3 separate regions of the Sus scrofa genome follow, and regions 1 and 2 are each linked to region 3. A link is a contact called in public HiChIP or PLAC-seq data. All regions are on one chromosome and are shown on one strand. The core of a region is the stretch at or near the end of the contact, and the rest is flanking DNA. Distances in the headings are between cores, read along the strand shown.

What was found. HiChIP or PLAC-seq counts read pairs in DNA pulled down with a chosen protein or histone mark.
Region 1: a contact with region 3 is called in an H3K27ac HiChIP or PLAC-seq map of skeletal muscle. The contact joins the promoter of KLHDC3 here to the promoter of BICRAL in region 3. A contact is called at or near these places in 1 of 47 Hi-C or Micro-C datasets (liver) and 2 of 2 datasets of contacts at active chromatin or transcription factors (alveolar macrophages and skeletal muscle).
Region 2: an H3K27ac HiChIP or PLAC-seq map of skeletal muscle shows a contact between it and region 3. The contact joins the promoter of UBR2 here to the promoter of BICRAL in region 3. A contact is called at or near these places in 1 of 5 promoter capture datasets (fetal skeletal muscle), 1 of 47 Hi-C or Micro-C datasets (heart right ventricle) and 2 of 2 datasets of contacts at active chromatin or transcription factors (alveolar macrophages and skeletal muscle).

What each region holds. Positions count from the first base shown.
Region 1 is chr7:38,078,590-38,083,161 of Sscrofa11.1, reverse strand. KLHDC3 (kelch domain containing 3) reads right to left here and starts at 2,249. Exons shown (of 10, transcript NM_001105314.1): 1 at 2,186-2,249; 2 at 1-52. MEA1 (male-enhanced antigen 1) reads left to right here and starts at 2,902. Exons shown (of 4, transcript NM_001110429.1): 1 at 2,902-2,937; 2 at 3,343-3,705; 3 at 3,792-3,894; 4 at 4,462-4,572. The coding sequence starts at 3,436.
Region 2 is chr7:37,653,484-37,657,992 of Sscrofa11.1, reverse strand. UBR2 (E3 ubiquitin-protein ligase UBR2) reads right to left here and starts at 2,185. Exons shown (of 47, transcript XM_021098699.1): 1 at 1,735-2,185. The coding sequence starts at 1,812.
Region 3 is chr7:37,850,478-37,855,335 of Sscrofa11.1, reverse strand. BICRAL (GLTSCR1-like protein) reads right to left here and starts at 3,183. Exons shown (of 13, transcript XM_021098729.1): 1 at 1,814-3,183.

The DNA.
Region 1 (4,572 bases), core at 1,000-3,499, 230 kb before region 3:
GCCACTGGTTACAGCCACATGCCCCCCCGGCACGGCCTGCTGCCTCTGCTACCTGCACACAAGTTAGGACCGTGGGCTCCTCAGGCAAGGCCTTTGCCTGGCTCACCGTGACTCTGCCCAGGACTAGCCCTGGCCTCCAAGTGTCACCCTGGTGGCCCTTCCACACCACCCCTCTGCAGCTCAGGTGGCTGGCTATGTACTAAGGGAGCTGCTGAGGTCAGGGAGCTGGCCCCCGGCCCTGTGTTCTCCAACAGTGAAGGGTGGGGCCACTCTGACCTGACTGCCAGCTCGGCTGCTGAAAAAGGGCTTAACATGGTTGTCTCCTACTTACCGAGGCTCCACCCTGTCCCTGGCCAGGCCCAAGCTCCTCTTTTCTCTCTGGCTCTGCTCTGCTTATTGCCACCTCTCTAAGAATCTGTGTGCTCTTTGAGGTGGGGAGCGGGATCTCAAAATACTCAGAGCTATGAATAGCCCAGGCAGCCCCAAACGGTCCATTGAAAGCTGGCATGAGTGTCTCCAAGCTGAAAAGCTTTTAGGCTTTCAGAGAGGAACAGTCCCTCTATCCAGGACAGGGTGGGATGAATCCGGGACGGGGACTTCCATGGACAGTTAGCCCCTCCTGGGGGGCTCTTGTGCAACTGAGCTGTTGTCAGCAGGGTCACCCAGGGCCCCTCACAGGCACGATGAGTTCCTTTGACAGCTGTGCCTGGGATGCTGCCAAGAACTTAAGCCAGAAAGGTATGTGTCTGCCGGGGATTGAGGGGGTGGGGGTGGGGAGGCGGGGTTTTCTCCTCTTGCCACTTGCCCAACCCTGCCATTGTGGTAAGGAACAAGCTGTTTCCAGCAGCTCTTTTCCCGTTTGGGGCCCTGAAAGGGGATGGGGGTGGCGATGTGCCTTGGAGAGGAGCAGGAACACAAAAATGCCTTTGGTCAGGATAAGAAAAAGACCCAGGCATGAGCGGTCATGGTCTCTGCAAGACAACCCACCAACCTAGAGATAATGGGTACATTTGAAGGCTCTGTTAGACAAATCCTCTTGCAGCTGGCACTGCCTTCGCTGGCAGGCACCTGCTGGGTTTGGGTGGATCATCTGCTCCCTGTTCAAGAAGCCCTGGCAGAGAGAAGAGCTAGCCCGAACCTCAGGCACAGAAAAAGCTCAAGTAAAGGAAGGTCCCTTGCAAGAAAGACACAGGGCTTTGAGCTGGCTTGCCAGACCCCTGCCCCCACCCAACTTCCCCCAACCCTCCCCCACTCTGCCAAACCTGAAATAGCCCCAGCAGGAAACCACTCTCACTTCATTACTCCCGTCCTCAATCCAAAAGCTCTTGGATCTGGGCTTGTGGGGACAGATAGGAAGGAAGTTGGAGAGCTTAAGAATGGGGGTCCTTCCTCTTCCCTCACAGCTTCTACTCTCCTCTTCAGCTATATCAAGGTAAAGTAAAGAATTCACTGGGCAAGAGGGAAGCAATTCCATCCAAAGGTAGAGGAAAAAACCCTCAGCGTCTTCTCCAAAGGACAACTCAAGCTCATGAAAGACAAGCCCCAGCATCTCCCGGGCGCCTCTGATCCCTGGGGCTCTCCCGTCCGTGCTCCATCACTGCGGCATTCTCCAGCTTCTTCCATGCCTTTCAGAGACCTGCCCCCCTTCCTATTCTCTTGCAATTTTCACTCTCCGTTTCTGGCCTTTTCAGATCTCTTGAGAGCTTTGCAGTTTTCTGCTTTTTCCTTCTCCCACAACTCCAAGCTCCACCCCGACAGCCTTCCATTTTCCTTCTTTCGATAGGGGGGAAACAAGCTAACATCCCCTGACCCCTTTCGGCCAGAGATATTCCTCCCTGTATATGACGCTATCCGGGTCTTCTTCCAGTCATTCCAACCTCCCTGCCCCCACAACACCAGACACCCCCGCCCTTTTCTTCCATTATCCTCAGCTTTCCCATTCTCCTCCTAACCCAGTCTTCCTTCCAGTTCCCTTCAGTGCCTTCTCCAGTTACCAGGTCTCTCCCATCGCTTTCCCCACCATCCTCCCCCAGCCCTTCTTTCCCCCTTAACACTCTCCTTTCCCGTCATCCCCCTCCCCACCCCCACCTCATCGGTCTCCGGCCCCTCCCCCACAATTCAGCTCTAGGCATCGGCGTCCCCATCCCCTATGATTTTCCTCGTCCCTCAACCCACCACGGGCTACCTGCCAGGCCGGGCCGGGGCGGGGCCGCGGGTCCTCGCGCTGCCTGCAGCTTTGAACCCGTTGCCCGCCAACTGCCGACTGGATCTCCAACGAGATAAACACAGCCAGGCTCGGTCCTTCCGGCGGGCAGCTGTAAGCGCACGTGCATTCAGCTCTAAGTGCCGGAAGTCTACCGGGATTTGTAGTCCATCGGTTTCGGGAGGAACGCGAGGGGCTGAAGGATGGGCAGGAGTCGGAGGAGTCTGCGCATGTGCTTATACCTATCAAACACCGCGGGGCCGAGTTCGCGTTGCGGCTCAGTGGTAACGAACCTGACTAGTATCCAAGAGGATGAGGGTTCGATCCCTGGCCCCGCTCAGTGGGTTAAGGATCCGGCCTTGCCACGAGCTGCAGTGTTGGTAACAGACGCGGCTCGGATCCCGTGTTGCTGTGGCTGTGGTGTAGGCCGGGCAGCTGTAGCTCCGATTCAACCCCTAGCCTGGGGACTTCCATATGCTACACAGGCGGCCCTAAAATTAAAAAAAACAAAACAAAACAAAACAAAACCAAACACAAACAACCGCGGGGCCTACCGGGTAATGTAGTCCTTTGTTTGGCGAGAAGATGGTGGAGGCGGAGCAAGGGGCGGACCCTTCGCCTTCACTCGTGTCAATCATGAGCGCGGCGGGGCGGGGCTGGAGGACGGGGCCGCCTCGGAACGTCCTGCCTCGCCGGAAGTGAAGGTGCGGGGTTCGGCCGCGGGCTCTGAGCGGGTGAGGCGCGCGCAAATACCGGCGCCGAGAATTGGTGGGGGCGGGTCGGGGACGCCACATCTGGGGCCATTTGAAGGGATCTCCTGGGGTCCGAAGGGCGTTTATCAGGCGGTACAGAGGGAAATCCCTTAGAGAGGAGAGAAGGGGGCGGGTATGCCTTGTCTAGGGGAGCTTGTTTGGTGACCCGGAGTTCCTAAGTGGATGGGGCGGGGGGGAGGGCGTTCCCGAAGGGGTGTCTTTTGGAAGGTGGCATGGCCTTCGCTTGGGCTGTTATTTAAGAATTGTCGGAGCAAGGCAAGTGGGCCTTGGTTGGAGATAAGAGCCAGCTCAAGAGGTGGAGAGTCCAGGAGAGGTGTTGTGGGGTGCAGGAAACTTGGGCGTTTCAATGTTTTGTGGGCGCAGGAGGAGACCGCACGGGACTGGATGACAGGCTAAAGCTGGGCCTAATTTTGTCTGATCTCTGTTCTCCTGTCTCCATGTTCTTGCAGCCCCTGCCCGATGGCAGCAGTAGTTCTAGGGGGAGACATCATGGGTCCTGAACGTATCTTCCCCAATCAGACTGAAGAACTCGGGCCACACCAGGGCCCTACAGAAGGCACTGGGGATTGGAGCAGTGAGGAGCCAGAGGAAGAGCAAGAGGAAACAGGAACAGGCCCAGCTGGCTACTCCTACCAGCCCCTGAACCAAGATCCTGAACAAGAGGAGGTGGAGCTGGCACCAGTGGGAGATGGAGAAGATGTAGTTGCTGATATCCAGGATCGAATCCAGGTATGGTGGAGGAGGCATTGTTCCTGAACAGGTGAAGCTGGAATCCCTGAAGGGATGACCCTGAACTGTCTTCTCTGGCTCTGCAGGCCTTGGGGCTTCATTTGCCAGACCCCCCATTAGAAAGTGAGGATGAAGATGAAGAGGGAGCTACAGCATTGAGCAACCACAGCTCTATTCCCATGGACCCAGGTAAAAGAGTTTTTTTTTTTTTTTCTTTTTAGGGCCACACCCACAGCATATGGAGAATCCCAGGCTAGGGGCCCAATTGGAGCTGTAGCCACAGGCCTATGCCAGAGCCATAGCAACTTGGGATCCAAGCCACATCTACGACCTACACCACAGCTCACGGCAACACGGGATCCTTAACCCACGAGTGAGGCCAGGGATCGAACTTGTGTCCTCATGGATGCTAGTTGGGTTTGTTAACCGCTGGGCCACAACGGAAACTCCAAGAGATCGTTCTTTTATTCTGGAATAATTACGGAGGAAGGGAACTGGTTAGAGCCAGTAGAGGGGAGTCACAGAGGATCACCCTGTTCCTAAAGCAGCAGTTTGTGGTAAGTTTGCAAACTTGAGAATCCAGGTGAAATGCTTTTCTTAGACTTGTTGTGGGGCGGTAGGGGGGGGTGGTGCAGGCTTGCTTAGGAATCACAAGATGACTTCAGTGTCCCAAAAGCTCTGGGTTCCTTTAGCCAAAGGAGAGGGGAACGGGTCCATTGTTTCTATTCCCTAACTGGTCTCTGCCTGTGATTTCAGAACACGTAGAGCTGGTGAAAAGGACCATGGCTGGAGTAAGCCTGCCTGCGCCAGGGGTTCCTGCCTGGGCTCGGGAGATATCAGATGCCCAATGGGAAGATGTGGTACAGA
Region 2 (4,509 bases), core at 936-3,435, 200 kb after region 3:
CATAATCATCTATGGGAACATATAATCAAATCTGTGGAGCATGAAATGGAGGCAGACTTAAGAAATGCTGGGCAAGTCATATGTGCGGAATCAACTCTAACAAGGAAAAGAGAAAACTAGAACAGAGTTTGTGATCTTCACAAACTCAAACTAAGGCCAAATTAATAAATTCTGATTGCATTTCCCTTAATTTCCTCTACTATACCTGCGTGAGAATTTCACTGCACAAGGACTAGGAGTGTTGGTCTCCAGCAGCGGTTTTAAACTAGCTTCCTCAGGAACCACAACAAATTGGAGAGGCTCTAATTACTTAATAGTTTGCACTTGCAGAATTTGGAAACTAGAGTGCATAACCTGTATCGCTCGGTCAACAAAACTCCGTAGGAGTAAAAAAAAAATTTTTTTTGAGGAGATTAGATGTCAATATGGGTACTGACAGGATGACATGGATAGGCAGTAACTGTCATTACCATTTTACTATTTACTTTCATTTTCTTTTTCAAGTCTCTTTATAAATGAAAGGCAGGTGGGGAAAATCCTTGGATTGTTGCAATATTAAGCAGAAAGTAAATGAAAACACATCTAGACTAAAAAACAAACAAAAAAACAAAGACTCATCATTCAACAATGTATTTCTTCAAATGTTTCACCTCTATTCCTGTGATTTATTTCCACTACAACTTTACTGTCATCAATTCACCCCGAAATAACTCACTACAGAACACCACTGAAATTTTGTTCCTAACATTCAGATTGTTGACTTGTGTTCAAAGGTCACTCCCTTCCTAGCAGCTTTTTAAATCCAAGGCCTTAGAGGTGGGGCCTCAGCTGTTTGGGTCCATTCTTAATCATTCCGAACGATCTGTTCTAATAGGTGTTCCGTGTTCTTAAGGAAAGATGCCATAAAGTTTTGTTAATTATTTTACAACTCTGCTACTTATACAAGCATATTCATATTACAGTTTCAGTACAATACTGGGTCTGAATGCTTTAAGTTTGGGGCATAACTGCCCCCACTATACCATGACCAAACTTCACATTATTAGCATCCATTTACTAAGAGTTGTTCTCTCAAAGTTATATAATGTTCGTTTATCCACCCAACTACCCCCAACTCCTGGAAAAATTATTTTTAATCTCCCAGTCTCCACCACTACTTTCTCAATCTCAGTAAACGTGTCAAGACACTACTTTCTGCACATTCATCAACGCTGTCGACTGACCAAACAGGTGCAAAAACGCACAAAACAGGGTAAAGAGGAAGAACGATATCGTTTGCATCCTTCGGTGCCTAGAGCGGTCCCAGAAACAAAGTGAGGTAGCAGGTTTCAGAGGAGGAGGCAAGGCTCAGCTTATCTCAGGAAAAGGAAGCAGAAGGGATAAAGTACCCCAAGCACCAGGAAGCGTCTCTCCCTCCTATCTTCCAAGAGTTGGCATAAAAGGCAAAGGCCCTGGGTTAGGGACTTCCTGGGAGAAATAATGGAAGCGCGAAAAGGAACGTGAAGGTGGCTGTGCATCCAGCAGACTTGCGGGCTATTTGTGGATAAAGACAGAAGGACAGGAGCAGAATCTGGGGCCTCCCTGGGCCGTTACCCACAGGGCGAGAACCGAGAAGCCGGCGCGGTCGTCACCCCAAGTCCGGGCCCGGCAGCTCCCGGATTTCCAGGAGTCGGTTCCTCCCCCGGGGCGCGGCCTGCGACAGCCGGACGTCTCCGCCCGGGTCCCGGCACTCACCCCCGCGGTCTCCTCAGCCGAACATTCCAGCAAACTCCGGTCGATGGCCTGCACCTCGGGCTCCAGCTCCGACGCCATCTTCCTTCCTGCGCTTCCCCAGCGCTGACGCTGCTATCTCCGCTCCGAGGGCCGCGGCCTCGCCACAGCCCCCGCGTCCGAGACTTCCACCTCTGCCCCGGGCGGTCGGTCGGGAGCCGTCCAGGCGGCGGAAGTCGGAGAAGACGGAGAGTAGCGTGAGGTGAGGCGTACAGGAGGGACGGTGCCTCCCGCGCTCCCTCTTGGGCCCTGCGCCCAAAAGTCAAGACACTGCCTCGTCCCTACCCCGGGGAAGGACACAGAGAACCCCGGGCCTGGCACTCTTGATCGCTTCTACCGCGTCCGGCACCAGGAAAGAAGCAATTACACCCAAAATAGGAAGCAAAGCACCCTGGGAACTGTAGTCGTCCTCCATAGGGCCGGGGTTGGGGGGGGTAGAGGTGGAGCCCTTACAAGGAGCCCCACTATGGCACTATGGGAGTTGTAGTCCATCTCTTCCTAAGAGACTAGGCAAATGGCACACCAGCGGGCGGGGCTTTTCCGCACGGCTGGAATCATGGGAAGAGATTAGTGGCGAGAAGCGCCCACCCGGGAAGAGGAAGAAGCGCGAGATACTGTGGGGTACCGTAGTTTTATTCCCCCAACACCGTTTGTTCGTATTTCTGTCCCGCAAGCCTAGAACCGTACCTAGCACGTGGTAGAACTCGAATACGAAAGCCTGGCATACGTGCGAACTCAAATACTTGTCGAATGAATGAATTAGTTCTATTCGTATAGTTCTATGGCCATCAGCCATCAACCCCTCTTTCCGTTAGATTGGTGACCGAGGTGTACATTTTCCACGTTTTTGAAGGTCTCGAAAACATGCCGTTTTAAAACGCTGTTAAAGGATGTATTTCCAAGTGATTTAGTTAAGACCGTTCATTAAAATTTATTTCAAATCTTGGGAGTTCCCTGGTGGCCTACCGGTTAAAGGACCCATCATTGTCGCTGTTCCTGCTCTAGTCACAGCTGTGGTGAGGGTTGGATACCTGCCCAGGAACTTATGCATGCCTCAGGAAAAAAAAATTATTACAAATCTTGCTGCAAAGGAGAAGGAGTCTACCAAGCTAATTCAAAGATTTACTCTTGATAGGGATATTGTGTAGAAATAGATAATCATTGTTAGATAAGAAAATTGCATTTGGGTAGAAGTAATTAGGTTCTTGACTGGCATATGGGTGAGTGGGTTTCTTAGAACAAATTTTCGATTCCTTTAGAGTTTATCAGAAAATTGCTTGCACATTTTATGAGACTGCTAATTTATTCCCATAAAGAAATTGTGAATTAGGCAAAAAATGTTCTGATCCAATCCAGATATGGGACTTGGTTTGCTGTTATTGCTGTTAACAATAGTATAATATTAACTAAATTTTTTTAATAAAAGTTACCCATTATCTCACAGTACAAATAACCCTTGTTATCATTTTTAAAAACGTAAAAGTAATATATGTATAGGATTATAAATTCAAACTGAAGGGAAATATTTTGAAAGAAAAAAATGAAAATTGTGCCTCTTTTACCCCAAGTCCCTTTCCCCAAGGAAAAGCATTTTTAATATCCTATTATGATTCTATCCAGAAAAAAAGTATGCGTATGTATGAGAATGAGAGACATTAAATGAGAGATCTTGAAACATTCTTTTCTTCTTTGCTCAACTTCCTTGCAGTGAGGCGCTCCCCAGTCAGAGTCAACCTGGAGGAAAATTGGGATCGTTACAACCCAGAAGCAAAGATAATGCCTAAGAGTCCTAACATAGAATTAAAGCCATTAAAATACATTGTAAAGAAATTTTCTGCCCTTCACACCATTCTTTTCTTCCTTTTATTATTTTTGGGTTGATATTAATGTTCTTTTGTCCTAAATTCTTGAATTGGATGTTTGCTGTTAACCCTCCTCTTTTTTTTCAGCATGTACATCTAAGGCAGTGGTTTTCAAACTTGAGCATGCGGAGTTGCCATTGTGATGCAGCAGAAACAAATCTGACTAGTATCCATGAGGCTGTGGGTTTGATCCCTGGCCTCACTCAGTGGGTCAGGGATCCAGCATTGCTGTGAACTGTGTTGTACATTGCAGATGTGTCTGGGATCCCATGTTGCTATGGCTGTGGTGTAGGCAGGCAGCTGTAGCTCCAATTTGACCAATGTGACCCTAAAAAGCAAAACAAAAACAAAAAAAACACCTTGAGCGTACATCAGAATTACCTCGTGTCTTGGTAAAATCCGTACTCCACTCTCAGAATTTCTGATTCAATATATTTTGGGTGAAGACTGAAAATTGCATTTCTGTCAAGTTCCTGGATCATTTTGTGGGTCTGGGAATTTTAAGAATCACAGATTTATTAACAATATACTTTCATTATATACTGCTTTAATTATATTACACAAATATTTCTATGTAGTGTTTTCATTATCATTCATTTCTGAATACTTTCTAATTTATTATGATTTCTTACTTGATCCATGTAGTATGTTTTTAAATTTTCAAATGTGTATGGCATTGCAATCTTTTCTTTTTCTTTTATTTTTATTAGAGTATAGTTGATTTGCAGTGTGTCAGTTTCTGCTGTATAATAGTGACGGAGTCATACAGGTGTACACATTCTTTTTCTCATGCTGTCTTCATCATGTTCTATCCTCTCCCAAGAGATTGAATATAATTCCCTGTGTTGCTTATCCATTCTAAATGTAATACCAACCC
Region 3 (4,858 bases), core at 1,934-4,433:
AATGAGCTGGAAGAGAATGAAGGAAAAGCCTCCATGCCCTGCCCTAGCCAGGCCCAGGGAAGACAAAGGGTCCAGGCTGCAGCCTTAGGAAGGCGACAGGAGCCTTCACCTCCAATTTTGACGAGGGGGGAAGCAAGTTCAGGGAGGGAACCCCTCGGCTTCAACGCCCGATCCTCAGCCCACGTCCTCGCTCAAAAGCAAATGGTAAAAGCAGCAAGACGCCGGCGCCCCCAGTCCCTTCTCGCTCTGAGCCGGCGGCCTTGTCTTTTGGGTCTGGGGACACCGGGAAGGACCATGCTACGCGGCCCCCGGCCCAAGTACGGCATTCGGCCCGGGAGCGGAGCCCCCACACCCCGGACCTCCAAGCGCTGGGGCCGAGAAGCATCCACGAAGGGCGCCGCCCGCGCCGCCAGGAAAGATGGCGCCCGCGGAGCAACTGCGCCACCAGCCCTGGCGACGGGCCAGGCCCAGCGCCATCTTAGCGCCTTCCAACCGCCCCCACCCCACCCCACCCCCGCAAGAGCCCGCGTCCCGGCCGATGCGGGGGACGCGAACCGCGTCGGGCCCGCGCAATCTCGGCCAAGAGTGCCACCGAGCTCCCGTCTCTTCGGACCCGCCCCGCGGGCCCCGCAGCAGGCGCCTGGCCGGGCCCCGGGTCCTCCGCGCGGCGCGAGGGCTTGTTCGGGCCCGGCCGCGGGTCGTCGGTGGTGCTTCGGGCCCAGGCAGCGAGGCAACGGGGAAAGGCCAGTCCCGCCGGCAGGCGCGCTCCGGGAACCGGGCCGGATAGGGAACCGGGCACCGGGCCGGGGTGGTCGGCCGGCCCCAAGCTCTCCCGGCCGCGGCCGCCCGCACAAGCGGCGGGAAGGAGGAAGCCAGGAAGAAAAATAAACCCCGTCTCCGCCGCCGGCTCCCTCCCGCCCGCTCCCCTCCCCCCTCGGGACGCGGGGTCCATTTTGCCGAGAAGAAAGAAAATGCGATTCACACCCAAGAGCTTCCGAGAGAGAAAAGCAACGAGGGGGGGAAAACCGAGGGGAGGAGATTGGAAAAGCTTATTTTTCTTCCTCGCCCGCCGTCACTCCTGGCCCTCCCTGCCCCCTGCTCGCGGCCCCGCCGCGCCGTCCTCCCCTCGCCGAGCCCCGCTCCCTCCTTCCCGGCTCCCGGCGGCTCCGGGGGGGCGGAAAACACACTCACACTCGCGCACACAACTAATTTTAAACCGGCTCAATCAATGAGTCATTAAAAGGCTTCCCTCCCCTCTCCTCCCCACCACCAACCGCCACGCCACCCCCCTTCCCAGGCTCTCCCTCTCCCCGCTCCAGAAATTTGCATCCGCGGAAAAGGAAAAAAAAAAAAAAAAAAAAGGCGCCGGGCCCCCACCCCGCCGAAGCGCCCCCAGCCCGGCCCCGCCGCCCCCTGCCCGCCCGCGCCCCGCCCGAGACACTGAACTTGGTCTTCCCGGGGCCCGGGCATCGCTGGGAAAGACATAAACACTCGATTCCCCTTTTCTCCGTGTCCATTAAACATCCACCCACCACCACCATCACCCACCCACAAACCCACCCCCCCCAAAAAAAAAACACAGCCTTAGCCAATAGCTCTCTGGGCTGAAACCTAATATCCTGGTTTTGGCAACTCGGTGTTTAATTTGCTCCTCTTTCTTTTCTGTCTGTCTGGAGATAGATCTCCAGCCCCCCCTCCCTCGCTTTTCCCCTCCCCGAAGGAAAGAGGCAGAGGAAGGAGGTTGTGTGTGTTTTTTTTTTTTCTCCTTGAAATTTTTATCACAAAATTATAATACACTCAAAGGGAAACTCACCGTCATGAAAAAGCAGTGCCTTGTCAACGGGGTTTCTGCGCCATCGCACCAGGGGCGGCGGCGGCGGCGGCGGCGGCGGGCGCGGGGCGCGGGGCGCGGGCGCGGGAGCTCCCGGCCGAGCGGCGCCGGCCACACGCGCTCCGCTCTCTCTCTCGCTCACCCCCGCGCCGGGCGGCGGGCGCCCGCTCCCCGCGCCCGCCCGGCCTTCATGCTCTGCGCCCGGGCAAACCGCTCGCCTGCTCGTCTACCTCCAAACTTCGGTTCTCGCCTAGCAAAAAACGTGGAGATTAGGATTTTTTTAATTAAAAAAAAAATTTTTTTTTAAGAAAACCCAAGCTCCAGAGCTGTTAATTCCTGTTTCCTTTGGGATTCTTTTTAACTTCAAGAAATGTAGTGGTTTATTCAAGAAACAGGGTTTTTTGGCTTTTTTTTTTTTTTTTTTAAGATCTACAAGATGCGTGCTATTCTCCGCAGGCGCTCTGCGCGCACACACACACACACACACACAATCCAGTTTTAGCTGGGGGGAGGAGAGGCAGGAGGGGAATTTAAAAACAAAAAACACAGTATTTCTTTATAACTCTAATTAGAACAAGTCCCAGTAAATACTTTTTTGCATATGCTTAAATAAAAAACCCGAAAACATCACTTTTAGTTATTTGGCAAATAACTGATTTCATTCTAACTTTTAATTCTACTAAGATTTCTTTTGCAACACCCTCTTTCCATTCCAGAATGCTGTGAAACCTTATCTGTAAACCTGTATGTCAACATTGAAAGGTAGGAAAAAAAAAACCAAAAAACCAACTGTAGTGGCCAAGATGAAGGTGAGGAGCTAAGTCACTCTCAAAACGTGCAATTCCAACTGCTTTCTTTTTATGTAGATACTTTTATCCCACATTTGTGGAATCTTCATGATGTGATCCCCAGTCTTAAAAAGAGAGCTACCCAAAAATCCAGTGAAATAGAACAAGTTTAAAAAAGAGCAAGCTACCCAAACTTTTAACACTATTTAGTCAAGTATAATTACCACCCGTTTTTAATCTCAAATCTCAAATTGTTGAGATGTCTCCATTTAACCATCCAGCACCCACAGCATATAAATAAATGTGAATTATGACAATGTGGATTTTGGGTGGGTGCCTTTGTGGTCTAGGTTAATTACATTTACTTTTTTCCATAAATGCCCACAAAAATATGGTGGGGGTTTTGTTGTCTTTTAATTTAAGTAACCATCAAGGTAAAAGATCAATTGTACAAAAATGTGATTCGGATTTTTAAAAATACTTATGTAATCCCTAGAAATATCCTAAAATTTTAAATTATTTTGTACTACTGGAGTTCCCCTCATGGCGCAGCAGAAACGAATCCGACTAGGAACCACGAGGTTGCAGGTTCAATCCCTGGCCTCGCTCAGTGAGTGGGTTAAGGATCTGGCGTTGCCATGAGCTGTGGTGTAGGTCGAAGACTCAGCTAGGATCTGGTGTTGCTGTGGCTCTGGCATAAGCTAGCAGCTGTAGCTCCAATTGTACCCCTGGCCTGGGAACCTCCATATGCCATGGGTGTGGCCCTAAAAAGACAAAAAAAGACCAAAAAAAAAAATCCAAAAAAAAAAAATTTAGTTTGTATTACATATAGCAATGAAGTTCTACTGATAAACAGAAAGACTACCCCAGATAGTTGATGGGTTTAAAATAAAATTATCCCTAGATTTAAATTATTTAAGTGAAACTGTTCTCTCTCTCTCTGTTTTTTTTTGTTGTTGTTGTTGTTGTTGTTGTTTTTAGAACCGCAGCTGGGGCATAAGGAGGTTCCCAGGCTAGGGGTCAATCGGAATTATAGCTGCCAGCCTCTGCCACAGCCATAGCAATGCAGGAACCGATCGGTGTCTGTGACCTACACCACAGCTCATGGCAACGCCGGATCCTTAACCCACTGAGCAAGGCCAGGGATCGAACCTGTATTCTCATATTCTCATGGATGCTAGTCAGATTCGTTAACCACTGAGCCAAGACAGGAACTCCTAAGTGAAATTGTTTAGTTTCTAACATAATATCCCCTTAGCATTAAAAAGCATAATGGTATCACCCCTTGTTGCTTTTATAAGAATACTGTAACTGTGCTATTTTATTGCACAAAATAAATATGTCAAGGTTGGCATACAATGTTGTCATATTCAAGATAAAAGATCTTTTAAAAAAACAAACCATATCTTGTTCCAGTTACTGCCACTCTGTCATTAACCACTTGTGCTTTGTATTTAGACGCCTTAATAATACAGTCAGTGATTTAGTATCACATAGTATCATCGAGGTGTTTGCTCAGAACGTGTGTAGTGTCGGTCACATTCAGCCAAGGCCTTCCTGGAACAGTAGTCTTTGCATACATTAGCATATTTCTCTACACTTGACAGTTGGACCAAGCAGTTTTCTAATTGGCTTGGGAAATTTTTAAACATGTTTCAAAGTGCCTTTGGATTGGCTGGAGTTTTAATTATAATACACGTTTCAAAGAATTACATTTCAATAGATTCCATGGATTATTCATCACAATTAGGGCCCACCAAGCAAGTTTTACAGCTGTTGCTCCACAGCTCCAATGAAATATTAATAGATTTCAGAAAGCTTTTCTCCTAAGTAGGCCAAAACCCTTAAGAAAAACAAATCTGACCTTATTTTTTGCTTTTTAGGGCTGTACCCTCCACATATGGGGGTTCCCAGGCTAGGGGTTGAGTTGGAGCTACAGCTGCCAGCCAACACCACAGCAATGCAGGGTCCAAGCTGCATCTTTGACCTACACCACAGCTCACAACGCCTGGATCCTTAACCCACTAAGCGAGGCCAGGGATTGAACCTGCAACCTCATGGTTACTAGTTGGATTCATTTCCACTGCTCCACAACAGGAACTCCACAAACCTGACTTTAAAAGATCACCCAACAAAGCCGAATTTATACACTCCTGAAGAGTATAGGGCATTGTGAATTTTTTCCACAAGTGTCTAAATATAAGAGCACCGACATTTACTGAGGGCCTACTAGGTGCTA